4 separate regions of the Sus scrofa genome follow, and regions 1, 3 and 4 are each linked to region 2. The links are chromatin contacts, called in public Hi-C, HiChIP or PLAC-seq and promoter capture Hi-C maps. All regions are on one chromosome and are shown on one strand. Each heading gives the region's core, a stretch centred on a gene start, on an enhancer-like site or on the middle of the called end of the contact. The rest is flanking DNA. Distances are from core to core; before and after follow the strand shown.

Region 1 (6,936 bases), core at 817-3,316, 220 kb after region 2:
GCTATCCTTACAATCCAAGAAGTTGGGGGAAATGAACAGATATTAGAGGAAACTGATCTGAGCAGATATTAGAGGAAACTGAATTGAGATATGCAAACAGCAAAGTAAGTGGATAGTGGTGTCAAAAAAAAAAAAAACATAAGAAATTTAGGTGAGATCAAATGATGGTACAGAGCATCATGAAGGCGGTATAAAAGGATGAAAAACAAATATTGCGAACAAAGTGATAATGAACAGGGCAAGCACACTGAATTTCCACAGTAAAGGTGATGAAGCAGGAAAAAGAACTGCACGGAAAGAGAAAGGAATGAGACATTATAAGAATTGGGAAACAAAATATAGATACTGTAGTAGGAAGGAAAGAACTTTGAGCAAAGTCAACAGAGTAAGTCATTATCTAATCAATAACTGTAAAGTACAGTTATTATACCATGTATTATCTCATTATTTGTGAAGTATAATAAAGGGTATTATTTTATGTAATACAATACCAACACAAATGTAATAAATTTTTGGTAATAAAAACCAAAATGTAAACCAAGTAATTTGACAAGGTGATAAGAGGTGAATAATGCAAAAGCAGGCTGAGAGAAGCAAGGGCTAAAGAGGAAAAAGCAAAAAAAAGGGGGGGGACAAAAAGGAGGACAACAGCAAGAATTCAAACGTATAAAACAGGTAGGAAGACACAAAGACGTGCGAATGCACAAATGGAAGACTAAAAAGTGGCAGGACTGCAAGTGAAACCTGATGGAATCTTGACAGCTTCAGGATTCAGAAAGTAAGTAGCTCCAAAGCGTCCAGAAGGATTTGTGACGGTAACAATAGATAACAAGTTAGGGAGCAGTGGGAAGACGTGGAAGGCCTCAAGAGGACCAGGGTAAGAGAAGTGCAAAAATGGTCTTAAGTAGAAGCTGAGGTTAGAAGGCAGGCCAGTCCAACTACTGGCAAAGGAGCCGGGTGGCAGATGGGAATGGGATGGGGGTTACCAGTCGGCGACAGAGCACTGACAAACATTAGGAACCGGGGAACAAGACCGGGGTGGAAAAAAGAACGGAAACAGTGGCATTTACGGTAGAAAAAGTAAAGACTAAATCAAAACCATCCGCTGGTTAAAACAGGTGAAGAGAAACCCCCCCTCCCCCGCCTCCACCACCACCACCACCACCAAGTAGAGAAGTGGAAGGGAGAGCAGCGGCCTGAAAAGGGAGACAGTCATGGAGAGCAGAGGGAATGATGAGCCCCATCATCACCATGACCAGGTAATAATTACACACGGCATGAACTCGGGCTAGGGGCCGGGCCCCGGCTACTAACCTACATCTTGCACCTGGAGGCCGCCACCAGCCTCCCCCGCCCCCCACCCCTAAAACGAAAACATCGAGGCGATGCGAGGCTGGCTACCTTCAGCCAGCCGTGACCTTCTCGGACCAGCCCTGAGTCTCGCCCCCTACTGATGGCCTCCTGCTCAACCACCGCTGCCCGAATCCCTCCGGCCCCAAGAGCGGGCCAGGGAAACCCCCCGGGCCATTGTGTGTGTTTACGTAGCGAGGAGCCGCGTGACGGAGAGGGACAGGAGGGGAATGCCCGTCTCCCACCCCGCAGAGCCCGGAGGAGAAGGTGGCTGAGGGCACCGTAGCCCCCGCCGCCACCTCTTTCCCCCAAATAAACACCAGCCGGGCGAGCCCCGAGTCGGGAGGGGTGCAGGGGGCGCCGGCACTCACCTCCTCGGGAATGGCAGGGTCCGCAGCCGAAGAGGCCGCGGCGCCGGCCTCGGGCTCCATGTCCCCGTTGAACAGAGCTTGGCCCTGCTCCGCGCCGCCGCCGCCGCCGCCGCCGCTCAGCGCCGCCATCTTATAACCGAGAGCCGGGCCCAAGCGACCGCTGCTGGGCGGGGAGGGGGCAGGGAGGCGGAGGGCGGGGGGAGGCGGAGGCGGAGGGCGGGGGGCGGCGGGGAGGGACGGCCCGGGCGGCGCCGGCGGCGGGTGGACGCCTGGGCCACCTCGGGAACCGGCCTGCGGCCCCCGGCGCAACCGAGCCTGAGGGGATTGGGGGAAGGACGCCAGGCAGGGGGCGGGGGCAGGGGGCGGAGACGACTGGAAGTCGCCGCGGCAACGGCGTCACCCGCGTGTCACGGTCGTGACGTCACGCGGGGTACGTGACGTGATGCTAGGAGCGCCCTCGCGCCGTTGCCCGGGAGGGTGCGTTCCAGTCAGCCCACCCTCCTGCTCCCACGTTTTCTCTGCTCCGCCGTTGCCATGGCTCCGATTAATTCCCTTCTCCGTCCTAAACCTGTTCTGTTCTGTAGGATTTACTAGAAGAGGAGGGCCGTGTTTTAGGAGAAGTTGAAATCCTAGAGAGAGGAAGACGGGAAGCCTATGCGACTTGTATTATTTCTATTACGGCGACTGTATCTTTGTCATGATAATAGGACTTGAAACCCCAAGGTTGAAACGGCCAAGCAGAATTTGATAGAAATATACTTAGGAAAGGCCACGTTATCAGAATGATGCTTGTATCTTTTAGGCAGAGGAACCTGACACATTAAAGGATTTGGCCTGTTAAAGTGAGTCTAAGTCGAAGTTTGTTTTTTTGTTTAGGAAAAGGTTGTTTTAGTGTATTTTTTGTTTACCAGATTCATACATTTAACAGATGTCAACGGAGCACTTTCCATGTGCTAGGGCCTGCACAAGGCTCGGAGCCTTCTAAATTTCAGAGGCATCCAGACTTTGATCATGAAAATCATTCAAAATATTTAAGTACTTTCCTGCAGTTCGTGAACAGAAAATAAGGCAAAGCATTCTCTATGCAAAACATGCCTGAAGACAAGAGAGAGTTAAATTACCTTTGAGAGGCCCAATTACAGAATGGAATTTGTTAAAGAAACCCAATTTATTTTTAAAAATGCATTTATTTGAAAGGAAAGGGAAATATGCAGGAGGAAAAAAAGAGAGAAATAGAAACAGTGGAAGTTACTGCGAACTCCTGATGATGTGCAGTTAATCACCAAGCAACCTCAACATCAAGTCATGAGAAGCTTTAAGTGCACTTCCCATGGGGAGAAGTCACCAGTGACTTCCCTCTTGTATTCACCATGATTCAAGAGATAGAAATCTGTCCTACTGACTTCTGAAACAGACTGTCTGTGTATGGATGAGCTCAGGAGCTGAGATAAGGAGTTTTGTGAGAGGTTATTCGATTAAACAGAATATTAATGTTTAAAAATCTACATTTAAAAATCCAAGATATAAACTATCGAAGGAGCCTTTGTTAGCTTTGTTGTACTTTCCCTTCCAAGTAGAAGTCTCCTTGAGGCACTGAATTTAAATCAAAACGTGGCTTGACAGGAGTTCCCAGGTGGCTCAGTGGTAATGAACCCGACTATTATCCATGAGGACTTGGGTTCCATCCCTGACTTCGCTCAGTGGGTTAAGGATTCGGTGTTGCCATGAACAGTGGTTTGTATCCTGTGTTGCTTAGGCTGTGGCGTAGGCCAGCAGCTGCAACTTGGATTTGACCCCTAGCTTGGAAACTTCCATATGCTGCACTTGTGGCCCTATTTAAAAAAAAAAAAAAAAAAAAAAAAAGCCCCCAGAAATATTACATCATTGTAACACGTCTTCCTAACATTAAAACACCTAAGTTTTTTTTCCCCATTCATCCCATTTTAAATTAGCATTTTCTTTATCAGCCACAATCTATGTAGATCATACTTTATGTGATTTTTTTTTTTCTCCACAGCATGGTTGATCTCATCCATTTAATATTGATTCTTGTTAGTTTTCATTCAACATTTTCTAACCTCAACTTCAAATTCTGGATATATCTTATTTGATTTCCCTAGGCCGTTCTAAAGTCCCAGAGGATCCAGAAGGGAAAATATAGAGAAAGCATAAACTTTGGAGTCCAAAGATCAGGATTTTAGTGTCAGCATGCCACATCTTGGTTATATAATCTCAAGCCTGGTAAGCACTAATCCTTGTTTGTTGTTATTTCAGTCTATAAAACAAGGGAAGTGATAATGTCCATCCAGCCTACCTATCTGTATCATCATAAGCCTCACACATTGTAGTTTTACCCTTTACAAAATGTAAAGTTACTCTCTTGGTCAGAATTCAGACAAGGCATAGCAAAGATGGCTTATTTCTGCTGCATGATATTTGGGACCTCAGCTGGGAAGACTGAAATACCTGGAGGTGTCTCAATGGTGGGGGACTGGAATCATTTACAGGCTTATTTTCCCCGATGTCTGGTGGTTGAAGCTGGGTCTGCAGCAAGGGCAGTCAACCAGAATACCTAACTATATTCTCTTCATGTGGCATGAGGTTCCTCGTAGCATGGCTACCTCTGGGTAGTCGGGCTTATGACAAGGCAGCTGAGGGTTCCGGTAAGCAAGGTGAAAGGTCTATTGCATGACCTAGCCTCCAAAGTCACACCACTTCACTTCCGCAGCATTTTATGGGATCCTGGGAAGTCACGAAGTCCAGCCCAAGTTCATGAACAGGGGGAGACAGTGTCAGAGAATTACAGACATTTCATTTACAGAAGGGTCATGTTCAGAATCATGAACTACTACTCTGTAGAAATGCCTACTTACTCTCATCTTTTCAGGGGTTGCTACACTCAGATGCTCCCCTTTTTATTGCTGAGAATCACCAAGAATGTCTCAATATGGTAATACAGAAGCCCTTCTTTCTTTAGCTTCTGAGGCCCCCACTGCCTGCAAAAATAAATGCAGGTCCTTGGCTGTTGGATGCAGCTTAATTCTCTCCTCTTGGGCATTTCTCCCCAAATCCCAGTGCTGCCATAGACAGTGTCGATTTGCTGAAACCCTTTACACAAAACAGTGGCGCTGTGTTCTTGGAGCCTGCAATGAACCAAGCCAGTTTGCATTGAGCCGAAACAGAAATAACACCTCCCTTTTGTGTTAGAGTGTGCCATATGGGCATCAAAGCAGTATTATCTTTCATTCTAACGTCTTACAGATGTTTTAGTCAGCATAGTTCTTTTTGCTTTTGCTCACAATTCCACTTTTCCCCTAAGACATGCATGTGTTCACAGGAAACTGGAAAACAAATGTAACTGAGGAGCACAACTCAGATCACTGCTCCAGTTGATGACTGGGACACTGTTAAGAGGCCTTGCTGATGTGTCTGACCCTCTCTTCCCTGGAGGTGAATTTACTTACGACTGGTGTTTCTCTCTCGAATCCTGCATTCTCATGGATACGGGATAGTCCCACCCATCAGCCAGACGTGCCCACATTAACGTGGTCAGCTCCTGGAAACAGGTAAGTAGCTTCTAGGAAGCTTCTGTAGCTCCAGCCATATTCAGTGCTGTATATATGATCACACAGTTCAATACTTTCTTTACAAATATGGTCATCTTTATGAATAATACAGCCTGCATTTTTTAATAGAAGGCTACTCTCAGAAGCTATTTAGGTGTGACTAGAATCATAGAGTTCATTCAGCACAAACTTCCCTCTGCAAGATACTTGTAATTTCCTCTGTGGAATTCTAGACTCTATCCAGATACTTTTGTGATGGAGATCTCACTAAAACTGTACATTCAACTCTATTTTTTTTTCTAAAGTTGAATTGAAATCCTCCTCATTATGGCATCTATATTCTGGTCTGAGTTTTGCCTTATAGGTGAACCCAAGATGAGTCTGTTTCTTCTTCTGTGTAACTGCTTTCAAATATTTGAAGGGAGTTCTCTCAAAGCATTATCTCTTCTTTCTGTGTACTCTTTTCATTGTTCCTCTTAAAATGTGGTCCAGTGAGTTAAACACCGCACCTGGTTTAGTCCAGCCAACAAAAAATAGAATCTCTGATTGCAATAACCTAGGCACCATGCTTTTGTTAATACAATCCAAAATTATACCAGCAACCCCACCCATTAGTGATACATATGAAACTTACACTCAACAGAAAGAAAACCTTTGTTTTTCTTAAATAAAAATGCTATTATATCAAGTCTAAATTTTCAGCATTGGACATCTCTTCTACTGAACTCATGTTGTGCAGACTTCAGTTCTTTTTTGTTTGTTTGTTTTTGCTTTTTTAGGGCCACACACTTGGCATATGGAGGTTCCCAGGCTAGGGATCCAATCAGAGCTACAGCTACTGGCCTACACCACAGGCACAGCAATGCCAGATCCAAGCCACCTCTGAGACCTACACTATACCACAGCTCACTGTAGTGCCAGATCCTTAACCCACTGAGTGAGGCCAGGAATCAAACCCACAACCTCATGGTTCCTAGTCAAATTCATTTCTGCTGAGCCACAACAGGAACTCCAGCAGACTTTAACTCTTTTTTGTTGTTGTTATTGCTTTTTGGGGGGGGGGGCGCACCCAAGGCATATGGAAGTTCCCAGGCTAGGGGTCTAATCGAAGCTACAGCTGCCAGCCTATGCCAGAGCCACAACAACGCCAGATCCGAGCCGCGTCTGCGACCTACACCACAGCTCACGGCAATGCCAGATCCTTAAGCGACTGAGCAAGGCCAAGGATCAAACCTGAAACTTCATGGTTCCTAGTCAGATTCGTTTCCACTGTGCCATGACGGGAACTCCCAGACTTTAATTCTTGAAGGAAGACCTTGTCTTTAAATTTGGGAAATTTGTTAGATATTACAGTTCTAACATTTTCCAAAGGGTGTTTATATCAGTATGTTATTTCATCTTATAACATCTTGCTTACACTACCCTGGGGTGTGTTAATAAGATATAGAGTTCTTTGCAATATGCTTTGCGAATTTTGTAATTTGGGATGTTAAACTTTCAGTTTGCTTTTATTGCAAGGTGCAGTAGAGTGTATACAGCATGCTACCTTTTGGCAAGAAACAAGAGGAAACCATATATAGATAGATGTAGCGGTAGATATAGGTTCATAGATTCTTAGCTCTGCCCACTGAAAAAAAGTGCCTAGGAAT
Region 2 (7,287 bases), core at 1,663-4,162:
GATCGGTGGTGTCTTGGGAGTTCTGGGACGCAAGTTCGATCCCCACCCGGCACAGTGGTTTAAAGATCCGGTGTTGCCACAGCTGTGGCTTAGGTTGTGACTGCTGCTTGGATCTGATCGCTGGCCCGGGAACTCCATAGGCCATGGGGTGGCCAAAAATGAAAATAAATAAAACCAAATAAAGCAAACCTCTGGCTCTCTGCTTTCTAATATAGTCCTGAAGTTCATGTTGAAAAGAGTCATGTTGAAAAAAGCGTTAGAATTTTCCATTACATTGGCTATGGGTGATGCTCTGGAATCGCCACCGTGCACTCGGTTACTGAGATAAAGTTCCACAAACAGATGGAACCCTCACTTCCTCAAGCCTAGGAGCCTTTGGGGTTGTGTAAGTAGGAAGTCCTGTGGGCCTGCAACAGGGCAGAGCCTCTGCTTAGAACCTCAAAAAGGAAGGAAGGAGCCCTAGAGCAGGGTGGAAGTTTTATACTCAACTCGAGAAGAATCCCAACTTCTTGGCAGCTCAGACTTCCCTCACAATTTTTTTTGTCTTTTTAGGGCCACACCTGTGGCATATGTTAAGTTCCCAGTCTAGGGGTCGGCTTGGAACTGTAGCCGCTGGCCTACGCCCCAGCCACACCAGCTCTGAGCGAAATCTATGACCTATACTACAGCTCATGGCAATGCCCACTGAGCAAGGCCAGGAATCTAGCCTGTGTCCTCATGGATACTAGTTGTGTTCATTACCACTGAGCCACAACAGGAACTCCCATTCTCTCAGAATTTTATTTTTTTTTTTGTCTTTTTAGGGCCATACCTGCAGCATATGGAGGTTCCCAGGCTAGGGGTCAAATTAGAGCTATAGCTGCCGGCCTACACCACAGCCACATCAGATCTGAACTGCGTCTGTGACCTATACCACAGCTCATGGCACCGCTGGATCCTTTACTCACTGATTGAGGCCAGGGATTGAACCCTCAACCTCATGGTTCATTCATTTCTGCTGTGCCACAATGGGAACTCCCCAGCATTTTGTTCTTAATTACTGTTAAAGATACTAATTGCCAGAATCATAAATGTAAGTCTAGAGAATGCATGTAGCTGTAGTTAGACTCCTCACCCCAAGTTGCTTAAGGAGAAACAGAGGCCCAGAGAGACTCGCCTGAGGTCAGGTGGTTACCTCTTAACGAGGGGGCTAGAACTCAGGGCTTCTGGTTTCAAATTAGGTCCTCAATAAGGCCCTTGGTGACTCAGAGGCACACAAGAATATTCTACACCTTTGGGACAGAGTAAGTAAATAAATGAGAGAAAGGTGCCAAGGCTTAATGAATGGCCTGCCCTATTTGAAACTGGTGGTGGTAGGTATGACCTTGGGAACTTCGAAGGCGTCTGCAGCATCTTACGGAAATGGGAATGGATTATTATTTTGGCTGTCCTGTGGCATATGGAGTTCCCAGGCCAGGGATCAGATCCAAGGCACAGTTTCCACGTAAGCCGCAGGTGTGGCAACGCCCCATCCTTAACCCACTGTGCCTCACCAGGGATCGAACCTGCATCACAGTGCTCCCAAGACAATGGTCAATCCCACTGTGCCACAGTGGGAACTCCTGGGAATGGATTATTAGTTAACAGTGCAGGAGTAGCCATTCCTAGCTGTATGGGCAGCCCAGGTCCCTGCATGTTCTAGCATTCCTTGGGCTGTGAGTGGCAGATAGACTTCAAGCAGCACATGCGGGCAGTGTCCTTATTTCTGTCCCTTGGGCCCTTCCATTTGTGAGGCCCACAGACCCCCCCACCCCCTGGCAGATTTTTATGGAAGCTTGGCACCCATGTGGAGATAAAGGGTTGTATAGGTAGAAGTGACTGTGGTACCCCATTGCAGGCAGCCTCATAAACCCCCAAGAGCAGAACAGAACACTGGGCCATCCCTGACAGTGTTGGCTGATTTCCCAGCTCTGTTCTGCTCCTCCTGGCTCTTTGGAGTTATCTGACCTTCCTTTGGTAATCCAAGGTTAAATAAACTCCCTAAAAACCTCACACCAAACTCATTCCCATTTGGGGTCGTAATTCTTTCTGGGGCTGGACACCCTCCCACCCCCATGGCCCTCCCTTCCTCTCCCAAGCAGCCTCCGTCCTATGGGTTCTCCCCGTTCTTCATTTCTTTTATCAGTGAAGAATCTGTTAAGTCAGGATGTGTGTCCCCAGGTCCCTACAGTGTACATATTATTGAGCCTCCATAAATACTAGGCTGAGTTTAAGAACTACTTACTGGCCTTGGAGTTCCTGTTGTGGCTCAGCAGAAATGAACCCGACTAGGATCCATAACGATGCGGGTTCGATCCCTGGCTTTACTCAGTGGGTTAAGGGTCTGGTATTGCTGTGAGCTGTGGTGTAGGTCGCAGATGGGCTCTGATCCCAAGTTGCTGTGGCTGTGGTGTAGGCCGGCGGCTGTTAGCTCCAATTGGATCTCTAGTCTGGGATCTGCCAGAAGCTGCAGGTGCGCCTCCCTCCGCCCCCCTCAAAAAAGAAAGAAAGAAATACTTACTGGGCTTAATTAGTATTGGTTGAATGAGCGAACATTCTTTACGGAGCCACTCCCCAAGGTGCAAACACATTCCCCAAATAGGTGCAGCCTGGGACTCCGGGCCTTTCAAGGACAACACCCCCACCCCTCCCACCGTGGTCTGTGGGACCATTGTTCGGGAAAGGGCTTTCAACTCCTCCACCGTTTCCGCGCTCTTTGTAGGGAAAGCCTAAGATAGCTGGAGAGCCCGGCGCACAGGGGACAAAGAGGGGGTGTCGGGGGCGCATTGGCGTTGGAAGTGAATTTTAGCTTGGGGAGCCTCCGCCGGAGTCTGCGCCGCGTCCCCTTTAAGGGGCGGTCCCGGAAGACGCAGGCCGCGCGGCCTCTGAGCCGGGATTCCCGGCCCCGCGCGCCCGACCCCCGCCTCGCCGTCGGGTTCCCTCGCCCTCGGCGCCCGGATCCCTCGCCTTAGCCGCCCGGATCCCCCGCCCACGGCGTCGGGGTCCCCGGCCCTCCGAGACCCGATCCCTCGCCCGCCGCGCCCTGACCCTCCGTTCTCCTTCCACGCCCTTGGCGTCCAGACCCCCCCACTGCCCACCGGTCCTCGGCTCCCTGCAGCCCCAGCCTCAACTCCAGCTCCTCCCAACGCCGTCCTCGGTGCCCGGGTCCTCGGCCAGCCGCACTGTCCCCCACTGCCGCCCCAGCTCTCAACGCCTCGCTCTTTCCCGCCCGTCCTCGCCCGGAGCCCAGGCTCTCGGCACCGCCGCCTCCCCCCATCTCTACTCTGCGCTCTGGCCCCCAAGCGGGTGCCCGGGCACCCCCGCGACCTCTCGCCCGCCCGCGTGCGCGGTGACCCTGCGGCCGCCCGGCTCTGTCTCCGCCCGCGCGGCCGCCTCGCGCAGGTCACGTCCCCGGCCTGGGCCTGGCTGGCCCCCTCCGGGGCTCAAGCCTTCAGGCCTCCGGCCCAGGCGAGGTACCCGGGAGGAGCCGGGACGGATGGGCGGGCCCCTCCTGAGGCGGAGGCGGGGCAGGGCTGCGGGCCCTGGGGGCGGTGTGGCCCTGCAGGGCACGACCGGGATCAGGACCGGCCTTAGGCTGCACGACGAAGCTGAGGTCTGAGCGTCGCCCATCTCACAGCTGCCCCACTTTTCAGTGGAATACTCAGCCGGCGCCCTGGACTCAGTCAGCCTTGCGATGGCTGCTTCTTAAAGCGGAGGGTAGGCAGCCTAGGCTGCGGACTTCTGGAAGAGGATGGTGACGCCCTGGCGCTTCTCTGTCAGGGTCTGCTTGTCGCACCTAAGGGGTTTTGAGCTCAGAAGGGAACTCGGCCTTCTGAGACCCGCTGGGTACTCTTGCAGGGCTAGACTCTGTTGGCTTCTGCTTGGCACTTTGCCCAAACTCGTCTCTGTCTCTGAAGACACTGGTGGGGAGGGGGCCCCTGAGAGCTTGTGTCGGCAGAGGGCCCGCCGGAGTGTCCTGGCTGCACATGGGCCCCTGGGGACAGTCCCCCCAGAGGGACGGCTGGACGGTCTCCTTCTGCACCTGCGGATCTGGCTCAGGGCGGGGGCCCTCCTGGTGAAATTCTTCCCCCTCCTTCTACTCTACCCCTTCACCTACCTGGCTCCCAGTGTCTCCAGTCTCTGGCTCTACCTGCTTCTGAAAGCCACCGAGACCTCTGGCCCAACGTACATCAAACTGGGCCAGTGGGCCAGCACCCGGCGGGATCTCTTCTCAGAGGCTTTCTGCGCCCAGTTCTCCAAGCTGCATGTCCGGGTGCCTCCTCATCCTTGGACTCACACTGAACACTTCCTACGGCAGGCCTTTGGAGAGGACTGGGGGAGGGTCCTGTGCTTTGAGAAGCTGGAACCCGTGGGTTCAGGCTGTGTGGCCCAAGTGTACAAAGCTCGTGCCAACCCTGCCTTCCTGGAAAACGACAGCATCCAGAGACTGGCCTCGGCCTCTAGCCTGCAGCCTTCTTCGGAAGCTGGGGTGGTCGGGAGGCTGAGAGAGCGCCTTGGACCCCAGGGGAAGGCCTGGGGGCCTCCAGGAAGTCTTGCGGACCACTCATTTCTAGAGAAACTGCTCCTCCCTAAAGCCGATCTGGTTGGATCCAGTGCAGTCTTGTTTCAGGCTTCGGGGCCCGTCCGCAAACCAGAACCAGATCACCTCATCCCGGTCGCAGTGAAGGTGAGTGTTGTGATGTTTGCAGCCAGGCCCTTTCCCACCTCTGAAATCTCATCCCTCCACCGAGCTGCCCAGATCAGGAACATCACCCTGCATTGCGTTCCACTGATTTCTTTTCTTTCCTTTTTTTTTTTTTTTTGTCTTTTTTCTTAGGGCTGCACACGCGGCGCATGGAGGTTCCCAGGCTAGGGGTCTAATCGGAGCTACAGCCACCGGCCTACACCAGAGCCACAGCAACGCCAGATCTGAGCCGCATCTGCGACCTACACCACAGCTTATGGCAATGCCAGATCCCCAACCCCCTGAGCAAGGCCAGGGATTGAACCCACAACCTCATGGTTCCTAGTCAGATGCGTCAACCACTGAGCCAGGACGGGAACTCCTCCACTGATTTCTTTTAGCTTGATCACTACCTGAGTACCGGTGACTTGCACGCTGTCTGATTTCTTGGCTTGAGGGAGGGGAGGTGCAACTGGTCTGGAAGAGGGTTTGAAGTTCACTGCCTCTGCGGGTGGAGGACCCACCATCCAGCTGACCTCCTGTTCTGGGCTGGGGCTAAACTGGAGGCCGACGAGGGTAGGTGTGCCGTGCTCGTAGTTACAGCAGCGGATCTTTCTCTTCATTTCCGGTAACCCTCGCCTGGGCTCTGGCATCTCTCCTCGCCCCAGTTTTCTTTCTCCGTTCAGCATGTCCCCAGGAGAAGTGGCAGACAGACCCCCCCCGGGGAATGTAGCAAATACCTCCAGGAGACTGGTAGCAAATACCCCAGTGCTGTCTTACCCACTTGGAAAAAACCTTCCCAAGGGTGCCTCTCTTCAGACCTAGTGAACCAAACTTTCCAAGGGAAGAGACTGGGCCTGGCTTTTTATAAGTGATGCAAGTCTTTTTCATGATCAAGCACTTTTGGGAAACCCTGGTCCAAAACATCTCGAAGGTTCCCTGTGTAGCAGGAAACACGCCAGTCATGTCAGAGACATTCTTTAATCTTTAATAGATACCCGAGATAGGCATTTTTTTTTATCTTTATTTATACTCCGCTTTGTTCCTAAAAGTATTTGAGGTGGAGGTAGAGGCTATTGCCTACATGTTTTTTTGTTGTTTTATTTTTTTTTTGGTTTTTAGGGCCGTACTCATGGCATATGGAGGTTCCCAGGCTAGGAGTTGAATAGGAACTACAGCTGCCAGCCTATACCACAGCCACAGCAATGCGCGATCCGAGCCTCATCTGTGGCCTACAACACAGCTCACGGCAATGCCAGATCCCTGACCCACGGAGCGAGGCCAGGGATCTAACCTGCATCCTCATGGATACTGGTTGGATTCATTTTCACTGCACTGCAACAGGAACTAATCTGCATGTTTTACATGGTGGAACAGGAGGCAAGAGAGGTTGAACAGCTTGTCCAGTTTCATACTGGAAATAAGTTGCAGACCTGGTGTATGAAACTAGGGCTCTTTCTATCTGCCTCTGGAGTTTTGTGACTCTAGAGCAGCACTTGGTAGATTTTGGACTACTCCAAATGCATTCAGTAAAATGCAGGTTCCCAGGCACACTCCCAGCCAGTCTGATTCAGTAGGTCTTTGAGGAGGCCTGGGAATCCACATTTTTGCCAAGCCACCCATGGTGACTTCTATACTCACTGATGTTTTGGGAGCCACTGATCGAAACTTGATAAATTGGAAGGAAGAGCCCACCTCTTCTTCCCAGCAAAGCTGAGTACCGTGCAAAGGAGCTGCCTTCCCATCTCCCCAGGAAAGGTACCAAGGGATGTGGAAGGCAGCAGCATCTTGGCTGTTGGGACTGCCTCGAATTTGCTCTGATGAGAAGCTGGCTGACTCTCTGATGAGTGGCACCAAGGCCAATGTGCCCTCCTGATTGATCCCTCCTCTGTCTCACTTGTCCTCTTTTTGGCAGGTGTTGCACCCTGGCCTGCTCGCCCAGGTACAGATGGACCTGCTGCTGATGAAGATGGGCAGCCGAGTCCTTGCGCTTTTACCAGGAATCAAGTGGCTCAGCTTGCCTGAGATTGTGGAGGAATTTGAGAAGCTCATGGTCCAACAGGTGAATCCTCCTTCCCCCAGTTGTAAACAGCACCTGACAGTTTTTACTGGCAGCAGCTGCTTAGTCAATGCTGAACGGATGAGTATTTCCCCAGTGTGTCATGGCTAATGTAGCGTATTAGTCAGGATAGGTGGTGCTAGCTGATACAACAAAGGCTATCCAGATCTCAGTGACTTAATACAACAAGGTTATTTCTTGTTTATATGAAAGTTCCATGCAGGTGAACTGAGGGAGAAAGTGAGAGTTTCCCTCCATAACTTTTTTTTCCTTTTTAGGGCTGCACCTGCAGCATATAGAAGTTCCCAGGCTAGGGGTTGAATTGGAGCTACCGCTGCCGGCCTACATCACAGCCACAGCAATGCCAGATCCGAGCCACGTCTGTGACCTACACCACAGCTCATGGTAATGGTGGGTTCTCCGACCCACGGAACGAGGCCAGGGATCGAACCTGCATCCTCATGGGTCAGGTTCATTACCCCTGAGCCACAACGGGAACTCCCAGATCAGAGCTTTAATCACACAG
Region 3 (7,080 bases), core at 1,846-4,345, 160 kb before region 2:
TTCCTGATACCAAAAATGGCCGCATGAGGGCAGCATAACACAGTCCTTTGGGAAAGGTATACCTAGGTTCTTCTTAGGCTGTGAAAATTAAACACAATGAAACAAAATTTCAAGAGAAATATTTAGAAAATACTAACCAACAGGAAAATACAGATGATTCTGAGCAATCAAAAACAAATTTAATATCCAAACAATTTCTAAGACTGAAGAAAAGAGTCTTAGTCAAATCCTGAGGTAGGGGAAAAAGGCACAAACTAGAATGCATCTCCATCCTGAATTCTCTTCGAAGGAGATTTTGCTATCAAACACAATGAAAATATTAATTTATAAGACAGTGCAGCTCTGCAGTTCCTTCGACGTCTAGCTCTATGTTTCTTGTTACAGGCACTAAAATGGCTATTTACTGAATAACTGAGTGAGGTAGTCCCAGAACGATGCACACATGTTCTATCAGGTCCTTTGTCTCTGTTAAGAGGGTTTTTCTTTCTTCTTTTTGAACAAAACTAAAGGAATCTTGCAAGCATAAATCAAAGTAGCAATTGTAGGTGTGGATTTATCAACATCAATTCAAGCACTTACTGGGTACACCAGATACTACTTGAGTAAAAGCCCTACAGATACAGTAACAAAACAGGACCCTTGCTCTCAAGAGATCTCAGAGTTTACACAGTAAATCATTCAAGATAATCGGGTACTCTCCTATTCAAAGGAGAAAGGTTTGGTTTTGTTTTTTTACATGGGAGATTGTGCTAGTACTTAGAACTGGAAGCAATGTCAAATACTAAAACCCAAGACTAGCCTGTACTTTTTTGGGACAACTGTCTCAAGCAAGAGCCAGAGACAGCTTTATATGAAAAACAAAAACATAGCACATCCAAGCCTGCATCTGATACACAAAGCTTCTTAGAAATGATTATTCAGCTAAGTACATTCCTTAAATGCATAAGTCTATTGGTTCATGGGCAAGAAATTCCCACTGGTCCAGGAATGATCTAGGATAGTTCATTAACGCAAAGACCCTAAAGGGTGGCAAGGAGGAATGATGTGTGTGGTGAGCTCTGTCTTGAATTCTGATGATATATACTGGTGAGCAACTAGAAAAGGGGAAGCGGACCAGGTAAAAGTGCCTGGGGAAAGTAAAATGTAGAAGTGACAACAAATTCCGTTTAACAGTGAGACAAGCAAAATATGGTCATGTCAAGTCAGGGATTGGTATTCAAGGCTAAACTATATTGAGGTTGGAGATGGGGGGGTAAGAATCAAGGCATTGTACGGAGTTCTTAAAGAACCCACATATTAAAAGATTATTTTCAGTCTATGAAGGGAGATTGGAACTGCAAGGGTGAATGACTACAAAGTTCGGGAATATAAACCATACATTAATTCCTTTAAGAGATTCACCTAGCACATATAAATCAACTGCAGCACTGCAGAGAAAGAACAGACTCAAATACATGGCTCTACGGATAGGAATTCTCATTCTTGGGGATACTGCAAAATATGTAGTATTCTTAGGATCTGATAAGAGAAGCTACAGAATACAGAAAACAGTTTTTATGCTTTCTCCAACCCGGTACTGAACATAAACTTAATCTTTTCCTTCACGCCTTAAACGTATCATATTAAGCATTGGGAACGCTTCACTCTCGCTAATACCAGGACTGTAAGTTCTGTATACGAAGTATTTGGACATCAATTACCGCATCTAGGTGAAAACTGGCGTTTCAAAGATTTCCTTTCAACCAGTAGAAAAAACAAAGCTTCCAGTCGCTACCGATCGCATTTTTAAAAATCCAACTACGACATCCAATTAAATGCCCTAATTTTGTACGTACAGCTCCATAACTGTTTACATGTTTACACATATCCGTACAGCCCTCCTCCTCTAATCACTTTGTTTTTTCAAATATTGTCATCTGACATCCCAACCAAATCTCTCTCCTTGGGGAGGGACGAGCTCCCTAGGCTCCCTTAAGAAGATGCGTGGATTTCAAAAGAAAAAAACCCTTTCCCGGGGGACGGGAATGGCAGCACGTAAATCCTAAAGCGGAGGAGAGGACACGGCCCGGCACTCGGTTCTGAGACAAAGATCAGAACCACCAACCTCAATAAACATACAAAGAAGAAATAACAAAAGCTACCGCTCCAGGGGGTGGGGGGCGAGGGCACCCGAGAAAGACGTTAGAAACGGATGACACGGCGGCGGAGCCGGCAGCAAGGCCACCTAGCCGGGACACGCGGCGACTTTCCCCGGCCTCGCAAGGTTGCGGGGAGGCGGGCTCCAAGCGACACCGCCAAGCCCCTTCCCGAACCTGCAAGCTGGGGATAGGGAGCGGCGGATCCGGCGACAATAAAAAGGAGGGAGGAGTCACCCTACCTCTGCCTGTGCGCGCCGCTCCGCCGAGCGCGGGGAGGCGGCGGGCGGTGCGGGGACCCGCAGCGACGCCGCGCGCGCCCCGGCCGCGGCGCCCTGCGGGGGTTGACGCAGCGCGGGCAGCGAGGCCGCGGCGGCGGCGGCGGCGGCGACAGCAACGCCGGCAGCCGCGGCGAGAGCAACGCCGGCACCGCAGTAGCGGCTGCGAAACGCCGGCTCCCCTCCCACCTCCGCCCGCCCCTTCCTCCGCAGTCTCGGCCCCCTCCCCGCGCCCGGCAGCGCTGCGTCTCACCTGCAGGTGACCTGTTTAGTCCAGCCGCCGCCGCCGCTGTCGCTGCCGCCTCCCCCGCCCCCCGCCCCCGGGGACGGGGAGGTGACTGCGGGGATAGGGGTGGGGGAGGCCGCTGCCACCGCCGCTGCTGCCGCTCCTGCTCCGGGTGTTGTGGCTGTTGTTCCGGGAGCTGCAGCCTCCGCCATTACTGTTTATCCCACACAGCAATGGCGCCGGAACTTCCGGGATCACATAGTTCCGGTCCGGCTGCGGGGAGAAGGCGGCGAGGCCAGGGGTAGGGAGGGGAAGGACACTGAGGCGGCCGCTCGCTCCCCGCGGCCCCGCGTCGCGTCTCGGAGCTTTCTCGCAGCTCGAAGTGCGGGCCAGAGCTGGAGAGCCCCCCGGGCACGCCCCCCCAGCGCGCTGATTGGTGGGCGAGGCAGCTCCGCCTGAGAGGGGCGGGGCTGGGGCGGGCTTCCCCAGGCTGCCCCTCCCCTCAGCTACCCACTACTGCCCCCAGGCTTCAAGTCTAGGGAACCAAAGTCCTCACTTTGCAGGGCTCTGACCCAGAACACTTCCCCCAGGGTGCCTGATGCAGTGGAGGGGGGGAGTGGGACTGGGGTTCTGGGTTTGAATCCAGACTTTCCAGGCTCTACACTGTGAACTTGGGCTAGATACCAATTTTCTCCCGGCTTCAGGTTCCTTATATCAAATGGGGATGAGTAGGTCCTACCACATAGGGTTGCTATGTGGTAGGTATGTATCGCAGTCACTGAACATAGCGCCTGGCGGGACTGAACACGTCTTCTCCTTTCAACCAAAGTTGTTAATAATGTTCTCTCCGTGGAGTTCCCTCGTCATCCAGCAGGTTAAGGATCTATCGTTGTCACTGCACTGCCCAGGTTGCTGCTGTGGATAGGGTTTGATCCCTGGCCCAGGAACGTCCACTTGCCTGGGGCACACACATAAAAAGTGTTATCCCTTAAATCCAAGAGAATAGCAAGATGGCTAAGCAAAGTCTGTGGAGTCAGCTGTCTGTCACTTCTAGGCTTCTGCCCAGACCCAGCAACGTGTTTTGGAGCAAGCCAACTTACCTTAATGCTCCTGCTTTCCATCTGTAAAAGAAGTGATGTTGCAGAAACTCTGTCCACTGGTGCCAAATAGAAATGTGGAGGCGGGGAGATAGGGAAAAAAAATCTTTATTACTTTGCCAGGCAAAGGAGACCACAGCAGGTTAAAGGTCTAAAGTCTGGAAGAGAATTGGAGGTAGTTTTATAGTTGGGGAGTGGAAAATAAGGCTACATATAAGGATCAGTGTAAACGCAAGCTTATATTCTTCTTCTAAGCTGGTGTTTAGTGGCCTCAGGACTGGTTCCGATGGTCCTCCTTTCTGGAACAAGAATGCTTCATCAAGTAGTTAACATCTTTCACTTATTGGGGGTTTTAGTTCTGCAGAAGAGCTCAAAGATATTGTTATGTATATTCCTGGAGGAGGAACCAAGACCCTGCCCCAAGGCTACACTATTGTTTCTTGACTGCTCCTCCCTGGTCTCTGCATCCCCCCCCTCTCTTCCCTAATTAGCAACTTTTGAACCTGCCCTTCAGGGATTCAGGGAAGGTCCTGGAGGCTGAATCAGACCTATTTTCTAAAAACAAGAAGTGAGGGACACTGAAAGGCTTTTCTGCCCAGGAGCCCCACAGAGTCCTGCTCGGTTTCAACAATATTAAAATAAGAATAGCTGTACCTACCCAGAGATGGTTGTGAAAATTAAATGAGAGTCCATGTAAAACCCTTAGAATGGTGCTTCACACTGCAGTTTTAACTTAATAGACAAGAACAAAAGCTGTCTGACACATCCCAGCTTCTAAGAGTTATTTCTAAAACAAGGAAAAATAGGAATTCCCGCTGTGGCTCAGTGCTTAATGAACTCAACTAGCAATGGACCCGGGTTCAGTCCCTGGCCTCACTTAGTGGGTTAAAGATCCAGGAATAACATGAGCTGTGGTGTAGTTTGCAGACACTATGCAGTTTGGATCTGGCATTGCTGTGGCTGTGGTGTAGGCCAACAGCTGAAGCTCGGATTTGACCCCTAGCCTGGGAACTTCCATATACCACGGGGGCAGACCTAAAAAATATAAAAAAATAAAACAAGGACAATTAAAACATATTTACCCCTACTTCCCTGTTAATGCCCACCATCTACTCAGATGCTGCAGTATTAAATCCTGAGCAGTTTTTCATAAGCCCTTAAATTTGCTTTTCAAGAGTCTCTGTGCTTTGAGGAGTTCCCTTTGTGGCTCTGCAGTAATGAACTCGACTAGCATCCATGAGGATGGGGGCTGGATCCCTGGCCTCCCTCAGTGGGTCAAGGATCCGGCGATGCAGTGGCTGTGGTGTAGGCCAGCAGCTACAGCTCTGATTCGACCCCTACCCTGAAAATTTCCATCTGCTGTGCATAAGGCCCTAAAAAGACAAAAAAATAAAATAAAAAAGTGTCTCTCTACTTTGAGAAAGTGAAAATCCTCCCACCGATAATCAGACCACAGTGTACTCAACAGACACAAATGAGGACAGTGGCAAAGCCAACAGAAAACACTGTTTCTCCCAAGGTCACACCATGGCTGCAAAAGGACTAACAATCCCCCTTTTGAGTAATTACACCTCTTTTTTACTAATGACCGCCCGGCCCCACTTCTTTCCTCTCCCTGAGCTTCCAAAGAAGACTTCTGAGACATCCAGTTCCTAAAGTGCCCCACCTCCTGACAGCACCCAACCCAGACCTGGTCTCTATGCTGGTACCGTTACCCAAAAAGAGCTCCAGCCTCTGCTACTCCCCCTCTCCTGTGCGGCCTCTCGGGCTGCAGTAAATTAGCACATCTTTGCTGGACTACAGGTGTGTTCCTGGTGGTCTCTCTCTGTTAAGGTTTATCTGTTGTTATAAAATAACAAAATGTCAACCGAGTGCATTTTAAGATCTAATTGGCTTTATTGAATTGATTTACGGATTGAGCCGCATCCCATCTGGCATGAGAAAGAAGTTCCACTGAGCAGTGGAAAAGGAAAGGTTTTCTTTCTTTCTTTCTTTCTTTTTTTTTGTCTTTTGTCTTTTTGCCTTTTCTAGGGCCGCTCCCGAGGCATATGGAGGTTCCCAGGCTAGGGGTCCAATCGTAGCTGGAGCTGCTGGCCTACACCACAGCCACAGCAACGCCAGATCCAAGCCGTGTCTGCGACCTACACCACAGCTCACGGCAACACTGGATCCTTAACCCACTGAGCGAGACCAGGGATCAAACCCGCAACTTCATGATTCCTTGTTGGATTGGATTCATTAACCACTGCGCCATGACGAGAACTCCGGGAAAGGTTTTCAAAGGCTAAAAGAGACCAGAAAAAGGAAATGATTCTCAAGGCATGCATTGTTTGAAGGGGAATGGAAGGGTCAGAGCACCTCACTTAGTGCTGACCCTGATAAGTCCTGGTTGCTTTCTTGGGGTGGGATTAGACTGCAATTGGTTTGGTGACCAGGGCCTTAACACAAGTGACTCCATTAACTTACTGCGCCACAGAGACTTGAGCCACTGCAGTCGGAATCTTGATCTGCTGGGCCATTGCAGGAACCCCCTATCTCCCTTTGAACACAGTCAAGTAATAAATACTGTTTTTATTTATTTACTTAATTATTTTTTGTCTTTTTGCCATTTCTTGGGCCGCTCTCGTGGCATATGGAGGTTCCCAGGCTAGGGGTCTAATCAGAGCTGTAGCTGCCAGCCTAAGCCAAAGCCACAGCCATGCAGGATCCAGGCTGCATCTATGACCTACACCACAGCTCACGGCAATGCTGTATCCTTAACCCACTGAGCAAAGCCAGGGATAGAACCCGCAACCTCATGGTTCCTCGTCGGATTCGTTAACCACTGCGCCACGAAAGGAACTCCAATAAATTCTGTTTTTAAAACATGAGAGTGGGAAAGGAAATACTTAAACTTTCTTATGTTAAGAATAAGGGTGGTTTAAAACAATTCTTTGGGAGTTGCCGTTGTGACACAGAGGAAATGAATCCAACTAATATCTATGAGGATGCGGGTTCAATCCCTGGCCCCATTCAGTGGGTCAAGGATCCAGCATTGCTATGAGCTGTGGTGTAGGTTGCAGACAAGGTTCGGATCCCACAGCTACAGCTCTGATTCGACCCTTAGCCTGGGAACTTCCATAAGCCATGACTGCGGCCCTAAAAAGCCCCCCAAAACTTCTATTTTACAAAAAAATCCTCTCCTGAATTACTCTCCTCACTGTTACACTCAACTGGGAGCAGTACACCTGGGAGGGTATCTGGCTTAGGCTCAGAGCCCTGAGTGCAGTCCTATGAGATGGTAAAAGCTCTCTGAGTCACAGGGACACGCCTGGAAAGGCCCTGGGCCTGAACTTTAAGATGGA
Region 4 (7,364 bases), core at 846-3,345, 140 kb before region 2:
CTCTGGGTCCCCCATTTCTCGTTTTTTAGGAAATAGGCCTCATTCAGCCTCCACGACGTTCCCCGAGGTCCAAAGGTCAGGTTCAAATGGTTGCTCATCAGAGAAGGGAGGGGATGCAGGGACCAGAAAGGAGCAGTCAAGAAACAACAGTGCAGGGAGTTCTCCATGTGGGGCAGCAGAAATGAATCCGACTAGGAACCATGAGGTTGTGGGTTCCATCCCTGGCTTCACTCAATGGGTTATGGATCCGGTGTTGCTGTGACCTGTGGTGCAGGTCTCAGACTCGCTTGGATCTTATGTTGCTGGGGCTGTGGTGTAGGCTGGCAGCTGCAGCTCTGATTCATCCCCTAGCCTGGGAACCTCCTTATGCTGAGGGTGTGGCCCTAAGAAGCAAAGAAAAAAAAAAAAAATCAACAGTGCAGATTTGGGGCAGGGTCCTGGTTCCTCAGCAAGGAATATACATAACAATATCTTTGTGCTCTTCTGCAGAACTAAAACCCCCAACAAATAAAAGCTGTTATGAAGTATTTTCATTCCAAAAAATAGGAGGACCACCAGAACCAGTCCCCAGGGCCACCAAACACCAGCTCTGAAGAACATAAGCTCGCATTTACCCTGATCTTTATCTGTAGCCCTATTTTCTTTTCTTTTTAGGGCCAAACCCACAGCATGTGGAAGTTCCCAGGCCAGGGGTCTAATTGGAGCTGCAGCCGCTGGCCTATACCACAGCCACAGCAATGCTGGATCCGAGCCACATCCGCGACCTACACCACAACGCAAGGCAACACTGGATCCTTAACCCACTGAGCAGGGCCAGGGATTGAACTTTCGTCCTCATGATGCTAGTCAGATTCGTTTCTGCTGAATCAAAACTGGAACTGCTGTTTTTTTTGTTTTTAGACAGATTTTTTTTTTTTTTTTTTTTTTTTTCTTTTTAGGGGTTGAATCAGAGCTGCAGCCACTGGTCTACACCACAGCCACAGCAATGCCAGATCTGAGCCACATCTGTGACCTACACCACAGCTCATGGCAATGCTGGATCTTTAACCCACTGAGGCCAGGGCTCGAACCCGAATCCTAATGGATCCTAGTCAGGTTCGTTAACCACTGAGCCATGAAGGGAACTCCAAAACAGAAATTTTTTTTTTTTTTTTGGTCTTTTTGCTATTTCTTGGGCCGTTCCCGTGGCATATGGAGGTTCCCAGGCTAGGGGTTGAATCAGAGCTGTAGCCACTGGCCTACGCCAGAGCCACAGCAACTCGGGATCCGAGCCACATCTGCAACCTACACCACAGCTCACGGCAACGCCGGATCGTTAACCCACTGAGCAAGGGCAGGAACCGAACCCGCAACCTCATGGTTCCTAGTCGGATTCGTTAACCACTGCACCACGACGGGAACTCCCAAAACAGAAATATTTTGATGTGGCTGGAAAGTGCTGGACAATGACTGTCCCCCTCAGCATAGCAGGGTCCATATCCTACCTGCCCACCCCCACCAAGAGGGCAAACGCCCCCATCTAGAGATGAGGAGCAGCTTTCAGCATCCCTCTGCTTCTGCCCCTTCTCCATGCAAAGCAGAGCAGCGTTTGACTAGCTTTTCGGTCCGCCCGGCTGGTGGAACCAGGGATGAGGAGCCCATGGACCCCAGGCTGCTGGAAAGGTACGGACTCCTCACTGTCTGAATCACCTAGTACAGCTGACCTTGGCTTGGCAAGGGATGCTGTGCCACCTCTGTTCCTGCCCAGGGCTTCTCCAGGCCAGATAAACCAGGGCAGGGAGGAGAGAAAAGGGGCCTCTGCCTGGGGCCCAAGGTAAAGGCACCGGGGCTCCCGTCTTGCTAAGGTAGTTGTCACCTGGTCAGGCCACGCAGCTCTGCTGGACCCTTGGTCCGCAGCCTCCAGCCTTGTCAGGTCGGGTATCACCCAGAGCCCTGTAGGATAAGCCCTTTCACACCTGTCCAAAGGCCTAGGGAGCATGAAGGGCAGGTCTTTGAATTGCCAGAAAAACAACTCAACCCACATTCCGACCGCCCAGTGGGGGTAAGGGAATTAGCTCCGTCGTAGGAAGGACAACCTGTTGTGAGGTTTGGTTGCAGGACGTAACCCTGTGTCCTCAGGATTAAGGTCGGGGCGGGGAGGGGTGAGGGCCACAGGCGCAGGAGAGTAAGAGCGGCAGGTAAGGAGCCCAGTGTTGATCAAAAGTGAGACTCCTTTCTGGCCTGTTGTCATGGATGCTGGCCCCAGGCTCCTGTTAATTGTAGCCTGAAAGAAGTTACAGGCTGGCTGCTGAAGCCCATGCAGGACCTGGGTGGGGCGAGGTGTGGTCGCTGGACAAGCCAGGGAGTGAAGTTAATTGGCCTTAACAGGCGCCAGCAAGTATGGGGCTCCTCTTGGCTGCTTCTCGCTTTTCGTCCTAACCTTTGCTCAGCCAGGAGCCTCCACTTCCTGCTCTGCCTGCTTCAGCCCCTCCCAAACATCCAAGTCAGGCTCGGAACCCTCAGTTACATCCAACCCCTCAGCCTCCACCTCCCACCCCCGCAAGTCTGAGCCAAGTGTCCAGCTCCCCCCAAGCTTGCTCTTCTCCGAGTTTCCCCGACAGTGATCTCTCCTCAGGACTTTGGTGGGGGGGGCTAACCTGTACTGCCTTGGGTACAATACAGGACAGACTTGGGTAAGTCAGGCAAGGTAGCTGCAGTGATAAAAACTCTAAAGAGAAAACTGAATTCACCAGGTCTGTGGCTTCTTGCACACTTTCCTTAATGTTTTTATTCTTTAAAGCATTTTAGAAGCTCTTATGTAATGTTGAACTCAGGCCATGCATGCAAGTCTTACTTCTAAAATTTGGCCCGGAGATTACTCTGTCAGTGAAATTTAGGGAGAATTTGCATAAAAGGGAGGAAATGGGTCACCTAGAGAAGTGAGTCATTTAAACCGAGGCTTGTGAACTTTTGAAGACATCTAGGGAACTCCCAAGCAACCAATGGTTCTAAGCCTTAGCCCCGGATATTCAAGGTGGATCCCAGAAATACGCATTTCAAACTAGTATCCTAGGAGTTCCCTTTGTGGCTCAGCAATAACAACCTGACTAATATTCATGAGGACGTGGGTTCAATCCCTGGCCTTGCTCAGTGGGTTAAGGATCTGGCGTTGCCAGCCGTGGTGTAGGTCTCAGATGCAGCTTGGATCTGGCATTGCTGTGGGTGTGGTGTAGGCCCGCAGCTGCAGGACCCCTAGCCTGGGACCTTCCATAGGCCATGGGTGCAGCCCTGCAAACATTAAAAAAACAAACAAAAAAACTAGTATCTTAGGTGATCTGCTGCAGGGGATGCCAATCACCCTTGAGAAACACGGGGTCCTTTCTGAGAGATATGGCTGGAAGGTGATGGATATAGCTAGGAAAGCTGGAATCTGTCTGAAGAAAGCAAGGGAGCAGCACTCATACATTGTGGGTGGGTGTGTAAAGTGGTGGAGTGGTATGGAAAACAGTTTGATGACTCCTTCAAAAAAATTTTTGACCATGCCCGAGGCATGTGGAAGTTCCCGGGTCAGGGATTGAACCCATGCTATGACAGCAACTCAAGCTGCTGCAGTGACAACCAGATCCTTAACCAGCTGAGCCACAAGGAACTCCCCTAAAAATTTAAGTGTAGAAGATGGCCTACGAGCACATGAAAAAATGCTCAACATCTGTGATTATTAGAGAAATGCAAATCAGACCTACCACGAGATACCACCTCACGCCTGTCAGAATGGCCATCAGTAACAAGGCAACAAATAACAAATGCTGCAGAGGGTGTGGAGAAAAGGGAATCCTCCCCCACTTTGGTGGGAAAGTAAAGTGGTACAACCACTATGGAAAACAGTGGGGGGGGCACCTCAGAAAACTATATATATAGAACTACCATATGACCCAGAAAGCCCAATCTTGGAAATATATCCAGACAAAACTTTCCTTGAAAAAGATACATGCACCCATGTGTTCATTGCAGCGCTATTCACAATAGCCAAGACATGGAAACAACTTAAATGCACATCGACAGATGAACGGATTAAGAAGATGTGGTATATATACACTATGGAATACTATTTGGCCATAAAAAAGAACAAAATAATGCTATTTACAGCAACATGGATGGAACTAGAGACTCTCATACTAATGAAGTCAGAAAGAGGAAGACAGGAGTTCCCGTCATGGCGCAGTGGTTAACGAATCCGACTAGGAACCATGAGGTTGCGGGTTCGATCCCTGGCCTCGCTCAGTGGGTTAACGATCCGGCGTTGCCGTGAGCTGTGGTGTAGGTTGCAGACGCGGCTCGGATCCCGCGTTGCTGTGGCTCTGCGTGGCGGTGGCTACAGCTCCGATTGACCCCTAGCCTGGGAACCTCCATATGCCGCGGGAGCGGCCCAAGAAATAGCAACAACAACAACAAAAGACAAAAGACAAAAAAAAAAAAAAAAAAAAAAAAAGAAAGAGGAAGACAAATACCTTATGATATCACTTACATGTGGAATCTAATATACAGCACAAATGAACCTTTCCACCGAAAAGAAACTCATGGAGGTGGAGAACAGACTTGTGGTTGCCAAAGGGGAGGAGGAGGGAGTGGGATGGATTGGGAGTTTGGGATTAGTAGATGCAAACTTTGGAGTGGATAAGCAATGAGACCCTGCTGTATAGCACTGGGAACTGTATCTAGTCACTTGTGATGGAGCAGGATGGAGGATAATGTGAGAAAAAGAATATATATATGTGTATGACTAAGTCACGTTGCTGTACAGCAGCAATTGTCAGAACATTGTAAATCAACTACAATGGAAAAAATAAAATCATAGAATAAAAAAAAATTAAGTGTAGAAATTACCATCTGACCCAGCAATTCCTCCACTCCTGGGACCATACCTGCAGACATTTAGAACAGGCACTCAGAGGCATGCACACACACGAGTCGCAGCAGTATTCACAACTGCCTAGAGGTGGAAACAACCCAGCGTCCACTGAAGGATGAACGGACTCATGTTATGTGAATTTCCCCCAATCAAATAAAAAGAAGAAGAAAAAAAATGGAGGGTAGGGGCTGGGGCAAGGAAAGTGCCAAGGATCAAGAAGTCAGAGAGAGTTCCCGTCATGGCTCAGTGGTAAGGAACCTGACTAGAATCCATGAGGACGTGGGTTTGATCCCTCCCTCTCTCCATGGGTTCAGGATCCTGAGTTGCTGTGGCTGTGGCGTAGACTGGCAGCTGCAGCTCTGATTCGACCCCTAGCCTGGGATCTTCCATATGCCATGGGTAGGCCCTAAAAAACAAACAGAAGTTCCCGTCTTGGCACAGCGGAAACAAATCCGTCTAGGAGCCATGAGGTTTCGGGTTTGATCCCTGGCCTCGCTCAGTGGGTTAAGGATCCCGCATTGCCATGAGCTGCAGTGTAGGTCACGGACGAGGCTCAGATCTGGCATTGCGGTGGCTCTGGTGTAGGCCAGCAGAAACAGCTCCAATTAGACCCCTGGCCTGGGAACCTCCCTATGCCACAGATGCAGCTCTGAAAAGACAAAAGACAAAACAAACAAGCAAAGAGGTTGGCAGGGCAGATCCAGCACTGCCGGGGTAACAGACCCTGTGAGAGAAGGAGATGTCCCCCCAGACTCTCCAACACCCTTTGCTCTGACTTCCTACTCACCAAGCAACCTTCTGACTGGTGACGTGGTCTCCTGGGAGCTCAGTGCTTTGTGCTGAAAACAACAGAAGAGCCGGCTGGAATGGCCGTCCCAGTCAGCAGCAGCCAGCTCTCCTGGACCCAGTAGTCCTTTGGCTCCGGAGGGTACGCATCCATCTCTACTGAGCTGGCCGCCTGCAGTGGAGACAGGACAGTGCGGCTTTAGTCCTGCTGTGGGGATTGTGTCCCGGGTCAGGAAACATTTACTGACAGACTCCTCTATGCCAATCACTGGCTTTAGGTGCTGGGAATTCAGCAGTGAACGTGAGGGACCAGGCCCTGCCCCCACAAGGCTTACATTCTAGTGCTCAGGTAACACACACAACAAACACAACATAGTAATGGGCACAAAGAAATGCTCGATAAATGGCAGATCTTTTTTTCTTTTTGGTGTTCTGGGGGCCACACATGTGGCATACGGAAGTTCCCAGGTTAGGGGATCGAATCAGAGCTGCAGCTGCTGGCCTACGCCACAGCCACAGCAATGTGGGATTCGAGTCTCGTCTGTGACCTGCACCACAGGTCACGGCAATGCCGGATCTCTAACCCTCTGAGCAAGGCCGGGGACTGCACCGCAACCTCATGGATGCTAGTCAGGTTCCTCACCGCTGAGCCACAATGGGAACTCCTAAATGGCAGATCTTATCATTACTCGCAGTCTGGGTGAGAAGAGGTGGTATGATCACTTCTAAGAACCCGTGCTTCCTCATCTCAGCAAGCTGCTTTCTCTTTCAGATCCACTCTCTCTGGCCTCTTCCCTTCCGTCTCTGATCCTTCACAGCCCAATTTCCCACTTGGTAGCAGGGCGACGATTGGTGGGTTGATTTAGTTTAAACTTACCTGCAGAGTAGGATGGGAGGGATGCCGGGAAGGGGAGCTGCGGCCCATGCTGTTCTGCTCCTGGCCCCGCGTGCTGGTTACAGGGATCTGGTCCTTCGTGGAAGGTTGTCAGGCTATGTATTCATGATCTGAGCACTTTGCTGTATGTATATTTTACTTTAAGCAAAAATGAAAATAGGGCAAATGTAGCCATAAGATCCTGCTGTGTAGCACTGGGAACTATGTCGAGTCACTTATGGTGATAATGTAAGAAAAAATAATGTATACAGATATGTGTAACTAGGTCACCTTGCTGTACAGTAGAAAATTGACAGAACATTGTAAACCAGCTATAATGGAAAAAAAATAAAAATCATTATATATAAAAAAACGTTATATAAAAAAAGAAAATAGGGCAAATGTACTTCGATATCTTTTTTCTTGGCCCTTTTAGGGCTGCACCTGAGGCATATGGAAGTTCCCAGGCTAGGGGTCAAATTGGAGCTATAGCCACTGGCCTACACCACAGCCGTGGCTACAGCAAGGACAGATCTGAGCCGTGTCTGTGACCTTCACCACAGCTCATGTCAACACCTGATCATTTAAGCCACTGAGTGAGGTCAGGGATTGAACTCGCATCCTCATGGATACCAGTCATTCACTATCGCTGAGCCATGACAGGAACACCTGTACTAAGATACTTTATAGGAGTTCCCATTGTGGCACAGTGGAAACAAATCCAACTAGAAACCATGAGGTTGCGGGTTCAATCCCTGGCTTCGTTCAGTGGGTGAAGGATCTGGAGTTGCTGTGAGCTGTGGTGTAGGTCGCAGA

The links. Promoter capture Hi-C pulls out the DNA fragments that hold promoters and counts their contacts. A called contact is a pair of places that touch in the nucleus more often than the background predicts. HiChIP or PLAC-seq counts read pairs in DNA pulled down with a chosen protein or histone mark.
Region 1: a contact with region 2 is called in an H3K27ac HiChIP or PLAC-seq map of alveolar macrophages. The contact joins the promoter of BRAF here to the promoter of ADCK2 in region 2. A contact is called at or near these places in 1 of 5 promoter capture datasets (fetal liver) and 1 of 2 datasets of contacts at active chromatin or transcription factors (alveolar macrophages).
Region 3: a promoter capture Hi-C map of fetal liver shows a contact between it and region 2, with 4 times the contacts expected there. The contact joins the promoter of MKRN1 here to the promoter of ADCK2 in region 2. A contact is called at or near these places in 5 of 5 promoter capture datasets (fetal liver, fetal skeletal muscle, liver and 1 more), 30 of 47 Hi-C or Micro-C datasets (adipocytes, alveolar macrophages, blood and 17 more) and 2 of 2 datasets of contacts at active chromatin or transcription factors (alveolar macrophages and skeletal muscle).
Region 4: a contact with region 2 is called in a Hi-C map of omental adipose tissue, with 2.1 times the contacts expected there. The contact joins the enhancer-like site here to the promoter of ADCK2 in region 2. A contact is called at or near these places in 3 of 5 promoter capture datasets (liver and skeletal muscle), 16 of 47 Hi-C or Micro-C datasets (alveolar macrophages, embryonic fibroblasts, fetal heart ventricle and 7 more) and 2 of 2 datasets of contacts at active chromatin or transcription factors (alveolar macrophages and skeletal muscle).

The regions. Positions count from the first base shown.
Region 1 is chr18:8,953,093-8,960,028 of Sscrofa11.1, reverse strand. It overlaps BRAF (serine/threonine-protein kinase B-raf), which reads right to left and starts at 2,066. Exons shown (of 19, transcript XM_021078584.1): 1 at 1,722-2,066. The coding sequence starts at 1,850.
Region 2 is chr18:9,168,634-9,175,920 of Sscrofa11.1, reverse strand. ADCK2 reads left to right here and starts at 2,912. Exons shown (of 8, transcript XM_003134607.4): 1 at 2,912-4,705; 2 at 6,618-6,764. The coding sequence starts at 3,770. LOC100514807 (a long non-coding RNA gene) reads left to right here. Exons shown (of 3, transcript XR_297874.3): 3 at 1-647.
Region 3 is chr18:9,329,652-9,336,731 of Sscrofa11.1, reverse strand. It overlaps MKRN1 (E3 ubiquitin-protein ligase makorin-1), which reads right to left and starts at 3,095. Exons shown (of 8, transcript XM_003134608.4): 1 at 2,667-3,095. The coding sequence starts at 2,851.
Region 4 is chr18:9,311,137-9,318,500 of Sscrofa11.1, reverse strand. No RefSeq gene overlaps it. Among named protein-coding and RNA genes, the nearest start is that of MKRN1, 19 kb to the left of the region's middle. Within about 2 kb of position 2,095, at least 8 of the 83 cell types and tissues checked have an H3K27ac peak or open chromatin away from gene starts, as enhancers often do. A contact at or near this core is called in omental adipose tissue, where this site is marked.